3 separate regions of the Mus musculus genome follow, and regions 1 and 2 are each linked to region 3. Evidence: chromatin contacts called from public promoter capture Hi-C data. All regions are on one chromosome and are shown on one strand. Each heading gives the region's core, a stretch centred on a gene start, on an enhancer-like site or on the middle of the called end of the contact. The rest is flanking DNA. Distances are from core to core; before and after follow the strand shown. Region 1 holds the start of Tor1a (torsin family 1, member A (torsin A)). Region 2 holds the start of Gtf3c4 (general transcription factor IIIC, polypeptide 4). Region 3 holds the start of Cercam (cerebral endothelial cell adhesion molecule).

Region 1 (4,594 bases), core at 97-2,596, 1.1 Mb after region 3:
CCTCTAGGTTTCCTTTTCACAACAGGGGGCGGGGGGAGGCGACTCCTAAAGACCCTGGAGTTGTTATGTCCCCACTTCCCAGCCAAGTTGTCACCTTACCGAGTCACTTTATGAGTGTCACAGAGGCCACTCATAAAACTTTGGTGGTCTAACTGCTCTATGTATCTCAAACCCTTTGTAACTTACATATCTATCCCCCAGTGCACCCTCGCCACAGCGGGAGTTGTGGGAGTTGGGGTGGAGAGACATAATACAGAACTTCCCACATTCTGGGCAAGTGCTCTATGCCGAGCTACCCCCAGCTCTTGACAGTCCCCTTTAAAACACGGTAGCCTAGCTTCAGCTGTCATTCCTCCAAGGGATATGACCACTTCTGTGCACACCTTTTAAAGAGGAACTGACATACAGAGAGCCATGTTGTGGCTCACTCACTGACGTGGAATTCCCACATCCCACCCCACAACAGAGAAACCCCAATTCCGGGTCATCCGCGAAGGCGGTCAACTTAATGCTCTTGCCTTATACTGTGTGATGTTAGAGGCGTGGGGGAAGTGTAGCGTGGCCACAAACAGGTGTACATAGTCACTGTTCAGTCCGCCCTCGTAAATATTCTCCGCGATGATCTTGCTGGCGAAGTTTTTGCCGGTGCCCGTCCACCCGTGCAGAGAGAGGGTAAGGGGCTTCTTGGGCTTCGGGTTGCTTAGGAAACCAGACACGGCGTTTAGGATGACTTTTTTTGCAAGATGCTGTCCAAAGAGCTTGTTATCCAGATCTTTCTGCAGCGCTGAGAAAGGAAAGATCACTCTGGTCAGGAGAGAAACAAGCTGGCAAAAGGCAGCCCCATTTCCAGGACGTCAGGGCCCGCGGAGCCTGGTTTGGAGAGCGCTGAGGGACCCTGGTGCTGCGAACTCTGCCCTTCCTCGGGGTTGGCCCCAAAGCCAAGCGGAAGAGGTGCCGTGAGGCCGCCCCGGAGAGCTCCGCGCAGGGCTGACACCCTACCCCGGGCCCCGACCACTCATCTCTCAGGCCTCCGGCCAAAGTCTGGCCTGGCAGCGGCGCCATCCCCCTGCCGCAGCATCCCGGACGCCTGGTGCCCGCCTACCCTCCCGGCTGAGGCTCCGCATCTGGCCGCAGCACTCGGCGAAGAGGCAGTAGAGACGAGGGTAGGAGATATAGGTGGTGAGTACGCCGGCCAGGGCCAGACTCAGGCTGATGGGCTCCACCGCACGAACCACGCACGGCGCCAGCAGCAGCAGGGCCAGAGCGGCCCGGCCAAGCTTCATAACCGGACCCGCGCACCTTGCGCGCCCAGCGCCCGCCCAGCGCCCACCGTACCCCGCGCACCGCCCAGACTCGTATTTCCGGTTCCTGCTGGCGGGGCCGCCCTCTTTGTCCGGGGCAGGCAGTCTACCGACGCTAGTGGCTACCATCTTTGTTAAGGGCAAAGTCCCTTCTGCTTCTGAACCTTGATGTTACAGGAATAATATTGAGATTATAGGAATCAGGTGATGATGACTGCTGCCCTATCCCCATCAAGTAACAGTGTTTTAGAACCATTTTTTTTTAATGATGGGCGGAGAGATGGCTCAGCGGTTAAGAGCACTGACTGCTCTCCCAGAGGTTCTGAGTTCAATTCCCAGTAACCACATGGTAGCTCACAACCATCTGTAATGGGATCTGGTGCCCTCTTCTGGTGTGTCTGAAGACAGCGACAGTGTACTGACATACATGAAATAAATAAGTATTAAAAAAGAAATGACGCAGGCACCTGCGTGCATGTGGTGCTCATAAACTCATGTGGGCTTACACACATGCATAAATTAACATGTAAATGAATAAATTTTTAAAAATGAGAGGATAATATAGTGGGTTCCCACATGACCCCCCCCCAACGTGCGTCCCTATCATTAAATCTGACAGGTGCGGTGGGTGGTGTGCACCCTTAACCCCAACACTCTGTATGAGTTGGGGCCAGTCTACAAAGTTTCAAGCAGGTCAAAGCTGCATATTGGATCTTGTCGTTAAAACAAAACAAAACAAAACAGAACAAAACTGACATTTGAGGGCTGGGTATTGTAGCACACACCTTTAATCCCAGCACTCTGGGAAGTAGAGACAGGTGATTGTCTTGGATATCTGAGTTGGAGGCCACCCTGTCCTATACAAGGAATTCCAGGTGCAGTCAGGGCTACAGTGAGAGTCTGACATCTCAAAAAAAAAAAAAAGAGGGATCTGCATCTCATACTTGTTAAAAACCCATGACCAGTATTTTTTTTTAAAGATTTTATTTATTTATGTATGTGAGTATACTGACTTCAGACACACCAGAAGAGGGCATCAGATTTCCACTACAGATGGTTGTGAGCCACCATGTGGTTGCTGGGAATTGAACTCAGGACCTCTGGAAGAGCAGTCAGTGCTCTTAACCACTGAGCCATCTCTCCAGCCCCATGAGCAATATTATTAAATAAAGCCCATAGTTTCTTACCCAGTTTCTTCCTTAGGGAACTGTAGGAATAATGTTATTGTGCACTGTATAAGGATTATCCTTGTATTATTCACATGCTGATTGCTATGCCCTCATATATGGTTGCTATCCTTATTTTGAGAACTGCCTGTCATCAATGTTGTGTAAACATTGCTTCCTAATTATTCAGATTGGTCAATAAAGGGCTGATCAGCCAGTGACAGAACAGGAGAGAGGGAGGAAGTGGGGATTTAGCCATGAGGTGGGAAGTCCAGAAGACATCATAATCATAAAAAACAGCTGGAGCAGAGAAAGCCATAAAATACAACAAGTATCTCAAGGATTGTGGCTGTGAAGTAGTCAGATTAGCTTAAAGGACTAAAATAAACTAATACTGCTCAGTTGTTGTGCCTTAAACCTGTTAAATAAAATTAAATAGTCCTGTCTCAGTTATCTGGAAGCTAGTCGGCTTAAGAGCAAACTGTAACATTTATAAATTACCACTAACAGGGAACACTTTGAGCTCCCCACAGTGCTGACTCTCAGCTTCTCTTGGGTGCTCTTTAAATGACTTTGAGAGTTTTGAGAAATACTAGACACTTGGGGAAGGGGAGTTCTGAGAATGAAACCCTGGGCCCCATGCATTGTAGGCAAATGCTGCATGGAGCTATGCCTCAGACCTTCTGTTTCTTGTTTGGCTTCATATTAAGCTTTCTTTGGGATGGCAGGGTGGGGGCAGGGTTGGCTGGTGGTCAGGGGATGGTAGCTAGGCTACAGGACCTCTACACTCCTAACCTGTTAGCCATCTCCACAGCCTCCGTTTTAAGCTAAAATCTTCAGAACTACGCCAGGCTGTCTTTCAACATAGTACAGACTGGTTTTGAAACTTGATCTCCCTGCCTCAACCTCCTTAGTTCTGGGACATAGGCCTGGTCTTTTGTTGTTGTCATTCCTGGGGATCAAATCTTGGGCCCTCTGCATGTAGCTGTATCACTGAGCTATCTCCTTATCTGAAAATGTTTGCAGACTGTCCTCCTATTGGAATTTGACATTTTCTCATCATTAACTAGAGTTCAGGAAGGGGTTGCCAATGTAAAGTACTATTTCCATGCCGGGTGTGGTGGTGCACGCCTTTAATCCCAGCACTAGGGAGGCAGAGGCAGGTGGATTTCTGAGTTCCAGGCCAGCCTGGTCCACAATGTGAGTTCCAGGACAGCCAGGGCTATACAGAGAAACCCTGTCTCAAAAAACCAAAGGAAGGAAGGAAGGAAGGAAGGAAGGAAGGAAGGAAGGAAGAAAGAAAGGAAGGAAGGAAGAAAGGAAGAAAGAAAATAAATAAAGAAAAGTGCTATTTCCACCACATCCTACCCAGGGCCACATCGTCAGCTTTGTTTGATTGCTGAGACAGTCCTAATTTGCTTTCAGTTAATGTGATAAACACTATGACCAAAAGCCCCTTACGGGAGGAAAGGGTTTATTTCATCTCATGGGATCATTATGTCTAGCTCAACTCAACCTGAAGAAGAGCCTGTGGAAGAAAGTTGCTTACTGGCTTGGTCTACAGAGTGAGTTCCAGGACAGCCAGGGCTATACAGAGAAATCCTGTCTCGTAAAACAAAACACAACACAACACAACAACAACAAAAAGAACCAATTGGGGAACAGGACCTTTAGTAATCATTCCTGATCAGAATTAAGAACCACCCTCTACATCTCACCCATTCTGTCCAATAAGAAACAAACAAATAAAACATTCTTCTCTCAGACATAAATTGAATGAAACCATAATAATCATGTACATTACAAAGTATGTATATAATTAACATCAAGTCTATCATATTTGTCAATTAGATAAAGTATTCTGCCATCATTTCTAACTTAAAGAGTTATAATTCTATCCCTGGATTATGTTTAGATTTTAGATTTTAGCCTGTAACACCATCTGAAAAACTCTATCTTCCACTCTATGGTTCTATTCCCCCACCCCCACCCCGCCCGGGGCCTGGGTAGCAGGTGAGAGATTAAAAACACAACCGAGCTGAGGGCAGATTTACTATGCTGAGCTAGGACTAAAGGTAACTGAGCAACTAAAGTTGAGGGCAGATTTAGGGTGCTGAGCTGGGAGTG
Region 2 (4,580 bases), core at 1,495-3,994, 1.0 Mb before region 3:
TTCTACTACTATTTAAACAGTGTGGCAAATGTCAAATGTAGCAAAATGTCAATTTATCAGAATCTTAGTATCACCTTCAAATCCCCAGGCTTTTCTTTCATGCCTGGAGAGCATGAAGGAAAGATGACAAGCGTGAGGACATTGAGCATGAAGGCAGTGTCAGACATTAAGTGATAATGCTATATGGTAGGTGATGCTTTGTGTATGTATAACTTAATTTTTCATAAAGCCTAAACAAGGCTTTACTATTTTGTGTTATAGCTAGGTCTATCTTGTGCCAAAGCCTAGGCTCTTAACGCCCTCTGTTAGCCTCAGCCCAGCAATCATCTGCTTACCTCTAGCCCAAGCAGTCTCACACTCCTGAACTATACCAGATCACACTATCCTCATGAACTGAAACAGCACTCAAGAAACTTCCTGGACTAACCTTCCTAGTTCCTAAACTGGTGTCATTTTCTCTGACTCTAGAAGAAATCTTCAGCTCCAGGCGATTCATCAATGCTCAAGAAACAGTCACACATAGCTCCACTCATGATGAAAGATCCATGTGCATGAGCAGGATGCCTCGCTTGCCACCTTGAGTAGCCTTTCTGAGCTTCCTGATAAACCAAACACTATCATTTCTTGGGACTGCTACAGACTCAGTGACCTCCTCTGATTTAAGTGCCTCCCCTCCTACTCCTTTCACCAAACTCTCTGTTAAACAGTCAGTTTTTACCATCTAGGCCCAGACTTTCCCTAGCTGAGGGGCACTGGAATATCCATTGAAACAGTAAGTTCAGCAGAGGGTGCAGCTTTTCAGCACCTTTCTTCTGCCTCCCTCCTATGTTTATCACTTCAACAGCACTACCAGTTTATATTTGAATCATTTCACTCAGATCTTAGGATCTTACATGACTCAGTCAGTCAAGCTGAATAATTAATTAAATCTGTGAGTCTGTAATCCCAGGCAAGATTATCAAGCTCAAGATGCTATTTAAAAGAGAAAAGGCCTGGCAGTGGTGGCACACGCCTTTAATCCCAGCACTTGGGAGGCAGAGGCAGGTGGATTTCTGAGTTGGGAGGCAGAGGCAGGTGGATTTCTGAGTTCAAGGCCAGCCTGGTCTACAGAGTGAGTTCCAGGACAGCCAGGGAAACCCTTTCTCGAAAAAACAAAAACCAAATAAAATAAAAAAAAAATAAATAAACATATTATCCAAATCAACAGTGTGTTTGAAATTTGAATCAAGTGTGCTAAAAAGAGCTCAGGCTACTCAAATGGTACCCGTGATTAATCACCTGGATTTGGAATGGCTGTCTAGAAGAGTATGGAAAAACTTTACTTTCAAATAAGCATACTGTTATACGTGTGTATAGCTTTATAGCACACCATGATATTAAGACTACATTATTTGTTCATGACCTGCCAAAGGATAAATAACCTCCTTGAGGGCAGGGGCTGTCTCTACTCTGATTTATCCCAGACTCCATTGGGCACCTACTCACTTGACACACACCCACTTTGACAGATTACCTACTGCATATACATACAGAAGGTATAAATAAAATAAAAGTAAGTTTTTACATTTATAGACTATGAAAAGGAACATCGCTCACTAAAGTAAACCATGTTTGAAAATGGTTACATTAATACAACAAAAATTAGAAACTCTACAGTTCAGGAGCAAACTTGGGTTATATGAAGTTGAAGGCAGTAAATTTATAGAGTTACAGAGACCTTGGACTTGGAAGTCTAAGCACCTGATGCTCTCCGAGGTTTTATTTTTCATCACACTTCCAGATTTAAGAGCTGTCTACCCAAGGAGACACAAGGACCGTTCACAATGAAACCGTCAAACAGGTAACGAAATAGATCAGTTTTTCTTCTCAAAGCAAAAGTGGCGCGAGAGGAGGGCGCTTGCATTACAGAATGAAAACACAAAGCCAGCCCAGGGCCTGGGGAGTTGGCCCCAGACAATAGGAGCAACGGTAGACAGGTCAGGGGTTGGGTCAGCTGCGGGGTGGAGTCACAAGAGTTCCAGAAATCCCGGGGCTAACGGCTCTAACTGTTCCATCCACCAGTAATGAAGGAATGGATAGCGGATCCTGGCTGGGGGGGCGGGGGTGTCTAGGAACAGTGAAGACGCTTGCACGACTTTTTAAAAGCTGCGGCGAGGCTAGCCCCTTCATTAAGAGTTGGATGCACATGGAATCCTAGAGCCGGGTGCAGGCCAGCTTCCCTTGGGATCCGTGGCGCGTCCGCGGGAGAAGCGGTGGAGGCGACTTACCTTGAGGAGGCAGCTGTTGAGAGGTGCGGGTACCGAGGTGCGGTGGATCACCAGATCCTGGCCTGGGTTGTGCACATCGCAGATAAGCTCCAGCACGGCGACGCTGCGAGCCGTGGACACAGACACGCGGTGGTCCTCAGACCAGGAGAGCGGCTCTAACCCGCTCACCGCGTATTGCAGCTTCACGGCAGGCTCCCGCCGAGTCACCATGAGGCGAAACGAGGCGCTGGGCCCGGGGGCCGCGTCGGCAGCCGCCTCCTTCCCGCCCCCTTCGTCCTTCTCCTCTGCGGGCGGCGAGGGCTCGTCGGCCTTGGGCCCCACCAGGGCCTGGTCCGCCTCGCTCATCTTACTAGGAGCGAGGAGGTCGGGTTACCGGCACACTGAACGCTCGCCACCTTGCCCCGGCCTCTCCCAGCGCCCTCCGCGCCCGTTCACTCCCCGCAGGCCCCGAGCGCCACCGAGCCAGAAAGGACCCCGTCGTTGCTAGGCAACGCCACCCTGCTAGATGGCCGTGGAGCTGCCTGTCTGGAAAGTGCGCTCCGGTAGGGCTGACCCGAGGCGCGCCTGCAGACACGCGGAGAAGGTGGGCGCTTCAGAGAGTCCCTTTCCTAGACACTGGGTGCTAGGTCCGACTAAGAGCCCACGGGAGAGTGAGCCTCCGTGGGTGACTGAAAAGCTGAGAAGACCAGCGTGGTGGCTAAAGGAGACCCTGCTGGGTGGGCGGCGCTCGGCCTCTTCCGGTTTCGGAGGCGTGTGAGGCCTCTTGTCTCCCGCCGGTGCGTGCCGTCCCGGCTCCCGGACCCGGAAGGGGCGGCGGCGGACCGGCGATAGTTGCGAAGATCCTCCCTCTCCACGTGCTACCTGGGCTCCCTGCTGGTTCCGCGGCTCCGCACTTGGGCTTTGGCTACTGTCTGCAGCACTTTGCCTGACCGGCCTTCCAGGACGTGCTTCGGACGCACTCAGGTCCAGATGAAGCGGGTGAGTGCAACCCCAGCCCGGGAGGTGCCACAGTGATCAGGTCCGGTCGAGTTCTTTAAGATGTCCAGAGGGGCTGCCGGGCTGCTCTCGGAAACACGTGAACGAGCGGGGAACCCCGCCTTGGGAGCAAGAGACCGGCGGGCTCCTGAGATTGTCTGAGAACTTAGGTTAGAATTGCAGGCTGTAGTAACTAGTCAAGTTCTTGAGACTAGCTGGGGGGAGGGGGGGACGGGACGGGGGACTAGTCAGCATAAGGATTGGAGGCTGGGTGTATCCAAGCTGGAAAATAATGCCTGAGACATGAGGTCTTAACTGTCGGGAGCCAGGTCTTCTGCTGGCAGGAAGGGTCACTTCTGTTAGGAATGGAGACTGGACTCGGTTCTTTGAGCTTTTAAACGGGACGTTTTCATCCACGTATCCGTTCCCTCGAGAGGAGAAAAGTGACTCTTACAGCAAAAAGATGGTTTTAGGGTTGCTGGTTTATCTTCTTGAAAGTGGGAAGATGTGATAGGAGGCTTCATCCCCCTCACCCAAAAGATAATAATGAAATACAAATTGCCCAGCCAGTTTCAGGTCAACCAATGCTTTTAAACTCCTTTGACTAACACACCCACTGCCTAGTTGCACCTTGGTAGAAGGAAGGAGGGACCTTATTAAGCTTAGAAGGTGATGAGTAAGGACTCTTCAGCAAGCCATTGGTATAGTTGAAACTATGTGGGAGGAGAAATACAGACAACCCTCCGGATAGTGGAGGAGAGGGCATAGGATTTACTGTAGGGTAGACCTGGGCTGGTATAGATGTCAGCTTTGGAATACAGTAGTCTATGTGACTTGGGGGGAGTTAGTCTCTCCTATCCATAAATAGGAACACGAATTTGTTTTATAGAAGATTGTTATGAGACTCCAATGGGATACCTGCAATAACTGCATATTGTCTGGTCCTTAGAGGCAGTTGCTATGTGCCAGTAATAGAAATAAAATCAATTGTGTTTCCTTTGAGGAAGTAGACAGCTGCCTTAGGTCAGCAGCATTGAATCAGGCTTGTGGCATATGCCCAGCCCTGTAGCAGGAACATGCATCTTGCTTACCCAGTTATGCAAGGCTTTTGAGTTCCATCCTCAACTATACAAAAAGAAGAAGAAAAAGAAATTCAAAATTTAATTGAGTGAACAGATTTTATCGTTACTTCAACTGTTGTTTCAAAAGTGATTAAGAGATAATGCAGGCTGGGTGTGGTGGCACATGCCTTTAATCCCAGCACCGAGGAGGTAGAAGCCATTGAATCTCTGAGTTTGAGACCATAATGAGTTCCAGGACAACTAGAACCACATAGTG
Region 3 (4,483 bases), core at 1,588-4,087:
CAGTGCTTTTTAACTGCTGACACTGTTTTTCAGCCCCACTTTTTTTTTTTTAAAGATTTATTTATTATATATAAGTACACCGTAGCTGTCTTCAGATGAACCAGAAGAGGGCGTCAGATCTCATTATGGATGGTTGTGAGCCACCATGTGGTTGCTGGGATTTGAACTCAGGACCTCTGGAAGAGCAGTCAGTGCTCTTAACCACTGAGCCATCTCTCCAGCCTCTTTATTTTTTAAAGATGTATTTATTTTATGTATATGAGCACACTGTAGCTGTCTTCAGACACACCAGAAGAGTGTATTGGATCCCATTACAAATGGTTGTGAGCCACCGTGTGGCTGCTGGGAATTGAACTCAGAACCTCTGGAAGAGCGGTCAGCGCTCTTAGCTGCTGAGCCATCTCTCCAGCCCCCCACTTTTTATTAATTGATTATTGTTGAGACAAAATCCCACTGTAGCTCAGCCATGACATCCTCCTGCCTCGGGTTCTCAAGCTCTAGAATTACAAGTGTGATCTACCAGGCTATGTCTGAGCCTCAGGCCTGGTGCCTGAGGAAGCCAGAAGCCTTTGTATCTCCTAGAACTAGAATTACAGATGGTTGTTAGCTGACAAATGGGTTCTGGGAATTGGTCCTTTGTAAGAGCAGCCAGTGCCCTTAACCCCTGAGCCATCTCTCCAGTCTCTCCTCTGTCTCAGTACCATGACACTGGTGATTAGGTTTCAGATATGAGTGTTGCAGGGTGGAGGTGGGGTCACAAGCACTCTGACCACAGCACCCCTGTCACTAATAGAGTGGGCAGTGGCTCTGGGTGAGTAGGATGGGGACAGCTTTAGAGAGAATCCACAATGGGGACCAGCAATCCCTGTGCCGGAGACTGCCATGCAAAAGAGAGGACGCTGCCTTCCCCCTTCCCTCCAGGATGTTTTCATGGGCCCTTCTCATTGCAGGACCATTGGCCTGGAAAGAGTCCAACAGGAAGCTGTGACCAAAGCCAGGGTAGAGATCTGAGTCCAGTGTCCAGCCCCCGGGAGACTGTTCATCATCAGGTAAGCGCTTTCGTTGTTGAACCTGCTCCTTCCATCCTCTCTCAATAGAGGGAGTGTGTCCTTCCACTTTCCTAGTGTCCCGAAGAGCTAAAGAGCAGCTCTATCTAGGAAAGCAGACCATTCAGGCAGAGGGAAGGTAGATGGATGCAGAGGCCTGGCTCAGGCTCCCTACCCAGAGAGAGAGAGAGAGCGCGCCTCAAGTGCATTCATGCTCAAGGTCTCCCTGTAGCAAACCTTCACATTAGCCATCATCAGTCAGGTTTTACCTGTGAGAATCAGGAGACTCAGGGAAAGTGACTGTCAGAGATTGGTGACAGATACCCAGCAAGAATATCTTAAGCCCCTTTCCCTCATCCTTTTTTCTCTCCTAAGAGAGGTTGGAGATTCCCTTTCATTCTAACAGAGTCCCAAGATTTGCTCTGTCCCAAAGGAGGCTGTATCTCCTATTTTGGAAGCGGGATGGGTTGCCATCAGAGGTTCTGTGGTGACCCCTAAGTCCTACCCTCAGTCGGAGTGGGCTCTGCTTTATTATTACCATCATTATCATTATTATTTATTTGTTTAAAGACTTATTTATTTATTATATGTAAGTTCACTGTAGCTGTCTTCAGACACTCCAGAAGAGGGCGTCAGATCTTGTTACAGATGGTTGTGAGCCACCATGTGGTTGCTGGGATTTGAACTCCGGACCTTCGGAAGAGCAGTCAGGTGCTCTTACTCACTGAGCCATCTCACCAGCCCTTATTTATGTTTTAATGTTGTTCCCCTTCCCAGTCCTCCCTCCAGGATCTCCCCAATCCCACCTCCCTCCCCTTCGCCTTTAAGAGGGAGCTCAACCACCCACCCACCCGTTGTTCCCTCCTCACCCTTCTAGTATCCTCCTTCTTGGCGCATCAAGCCTCCACAGGACCAAGTGCATCCCCTCCCAAATAACTCTTCTTTCAAAAGAAAAAACAAACACATTGTGTCAAACGAAATGCTCCTCAGAGTCAATGTGATGATGTTGCTTAGGTCTTATTTGGGAAGTTAAAGATGCAATCTTTAATTTTATTGTATTAAAAAGCAATTGAAGCCGGGCGGTGGTGGCGCACGTTTTTAATCCCGCACTTGGGAGGCAGAGGCAGGTGGATTTCTGAGTTCGAGGCCAGCCTGGTCTACAAAGTGAGTTCCAGGATAGCCAGGGCTACACAGAGAAGAAACCCTGTCTCGAAACAAACAAACAAACAAACAAACAAACAAACAAAGCAATTGAAAGAAGGGCTTTGCTTTAAGGGCCGGAGCCTGCGGAGGTGATGCGAGGTCGCGGAAGTGGCCAGATCAGCTGCACTCAGTCCTCTCCCCCAAGCTTGGGCTTGCTCTCCAACTCATCGCGTCATCTGCTGGGTATGTGGAGTTACTGCCTCAGGCCGCCAGAGGGCGTCTCAGATGGAGCAGGGGGCGGGAACCTGGGCTCCTCGCGAAGACTGCAGCCTCCACGGCTGAGAGGCAGAGAGCCGGGAATCCCGGGTGTCAGTATTCCAGGAGTGAGATGAACGCCCATGGTACAAGCGGTCCACCATGGCCCACGGATCCTTCCTTCCGTGCCAACGCCTTCCGAGGTCCACACGGAGAAGGCGGACCCCAGGACGCGTCTGGAGCAGGTGCCTAACCCTGGACCTCTAGGGCCTGGGCGGAGAAGAGGACAGCGGAGCGTACAGGCGCCTAAGAGGGGCGCAGGGGCCCCAAGGCAGTAACCACGCCCCTCTAAGACCCCGCCTCCATGCCCCGCCCATCCCGCCCCCTCCCTACTGTGGTGGGAAACCCGGGGCCCTCCACAGCCACCGAGTCCCGCCATGCACGTTGCGCGGCTCCTACCTCTGCTGCTCCTGTTGGGGCAGCAGCTCCGGGCTGCCAGTGTCACAGAGCCGACGCTACCCACCGTGGTCCTTGCCATCCTGGCCCGCAATGCTGAACACTCTCTGCCCCACTACCTGGGTGCGCTGGAGCGCCTGGACTACCCCCGGGCCAGGCTGGCCCTCTGGTGAGAGATCCAGGGGTGGGTGCATATGGGCATCAAGCCCCAGGACCCAGGAAGGCTTTTGACCTGGAGGCCTCATTACTTCTGCCCAGACACAACCCGAACAAGCTCCTCCCTCCCAGACAGCCCTTCAACAGTATTCCTAGACCCCGCGGGGCAAGAATAGACCTCTGAGGCCAGGGTTCAGCCCAGGGACACTCACCCCTCCTTTGGGCTCCCTACATGTCTCGGGCGTCCCCGGCTTCCCGGGTTTCCCCTGGGTTTCAGTTAGGCCTGTCCTTTCTGACCTAGCCCTTGGGGCTCGGCAGTACATCGCAGTAAAGACCTGTGGTCTGCCTGATGTGCGGTAGAACAGACTGAACCTCTGGAATCCCCTGGGGCCCAGCATAGAAAGGATCAGTCAGACTGGAGGTTTCTAGAGAGCAGGTGGAGGGAACCCTCAGCTCCAGGCGGCATGCTCGGGTGCCCTTCTGAGTGGTACTGCTAAGCTTCTCTGGGTAGAGAGAGGGGCTGGCTGGTTCTGATAGCCAAGGGTGTGGTCTCATGGGACGCTGGGATCAGAGGTTGCAGTACCCTGTCTAAAAAAGTCAAAACAGGGAGGAGCCTGAGCAGAGGCTGGAGATAGAGTACTCCTCACAGCACACCAAAGTTGGGCTGGGGTGGAGCTGTGGCCTGGGGAGGCTGCCCACAGCCACCACACTTGGGGAGTTAGTTAGTTCCCACCCCTGTAAGACTTGACACGTAGTTCTGGGGAATTGGCTTAAAGGAACAGCATCGCCTAAAACCTGGGCTCTTGGCTAAGCCTTCCACCTCCATTACTAGAGCCCCCTCCCCAGCAGAGGGAAAGCTGTGCTCCATGGTAACAGAACTTGGATCACCACTAACACTTCTCAGGGGTTGTCGGAGCATGGTGTGAGCCTAATTACAGCTGGGGGGAGTTAGGTAAGGAGAGAAAGGCAATGACTGTTTTGTCTGATTCTGAGCTGGAAAAGGCCTGATGTGTGGAGCCATGAAGAGGGACGGAAGTGAAGGGACGTGGCAGGTGCAATCTTTAAGCTCAAGGGACTTTTCAAGTGCACTCAGGCCGAGGATGGCTCAGGGGTCAGGGGCTTGCTTGATGTGTACAAGTCTCTGGGTTCAATTCCCACAGTACAATGCACAAAATTAGAAGGACAGACGTGAAGCACAGAGAGGCATGGACCTTGCCTGAGGCTACACAGGACATCCTCCAGCACCTCCACTGGAGCGCACAACTCTGCCCCATCGCTCTCAGGACAGTCATTCTGTGTTGTGCTCACAGGTGTGCCACAGATCACAACATGGACAACACCACAGGGATGCTCCGGGAATGGCTGGCTGCTGTGGGTCGGGACTATGCGACTGTCGTCTGGAAGCCTGAGGAGGAGGCCAGGTGGTT

The links. Promoter capture Hi-C pulls out the DNA fragments that hold promoters and counts their contacts.
Region 1: a promoter capture Hi-C map of the C10 cell line shows a contact between it and region 3, with 2.3 times the contacts expected there. The contact joins the promoter of Tor1a here to the promoter of Cercam in region 3. A contact is called at or near these places in 3 of 39 promoter capture datasets (the C10 cell line, hippocampal neurons and pre-B cells) and 1 of 9 other capture datasets (liver).
Region 2: a contact with region 3 is called in a promoter capture Hi-C map of cranial neural crest. The contact joins the promoter of Gtf3c4 here to the promoter of Cercam in region 3. A contact is called at or near these places in 3 of 39 promoter capture datasets (cranial neural crest, liver and maxillary cranial neural crest) and 1 of 115 datasets of contacts at active chromatin or transcription factors (large pre-B cells).

Annotation. Positions count from the first base shown.
Region 1 is chr2:30,966,572-30,971,165 of GRCm38.p6, forward strand. It overlaps Tor1a (torsin family 1, member A (torsin A)), which reads right to left and starts at 1,347. Exons shown (of 5, transcript NM_144884.2): 1 at 1,103-1,347; 2 at 519-784. The coding sequence starts at 1,283. It also overlaps a transcript of BC005624 not described here.
Region 2 is chr2:28,837,616-28,842,195 of GRCm38.p6, forward strand. Gtf3c4 (general transcription factor IIIC, polypeptide 4) reads right to left here and starts at 2,745. Exons shown (of 5, transcript NM_172977.3): 1 at 2,268-2,745. The coding sequence starts at 2,612. It overlaps Ddx31 (DEAD/H box helicase 31), which reads left to right and starts at 2,791. Exons shown (of 20, transcript NM_001033294.3): 1 at 2,791-3,245. The coding sequence starts at 3,237.
Region 3 is chr2:29,866,657-29,871,139 of GRCm38.p6, forward strand. Cercam (cerebral endothelial cell adhesion molecule) reads left to right here and starts at 2,838. Exons shown (of 12, transcript NM_207298.2): 1 at 2,838-3,069; 2 at 4,367-4,477. The coding sequence starts at 2,882. It overlaps 2600006K01Rik (a long non-coding RNA gene), which reads right to left and starts at 3,755. Exons shown (of 3, transcript XR_003954007.1): 1 at 2,904-3,755; 2 at 1,916-2,714; 3 at 1,695-1,739.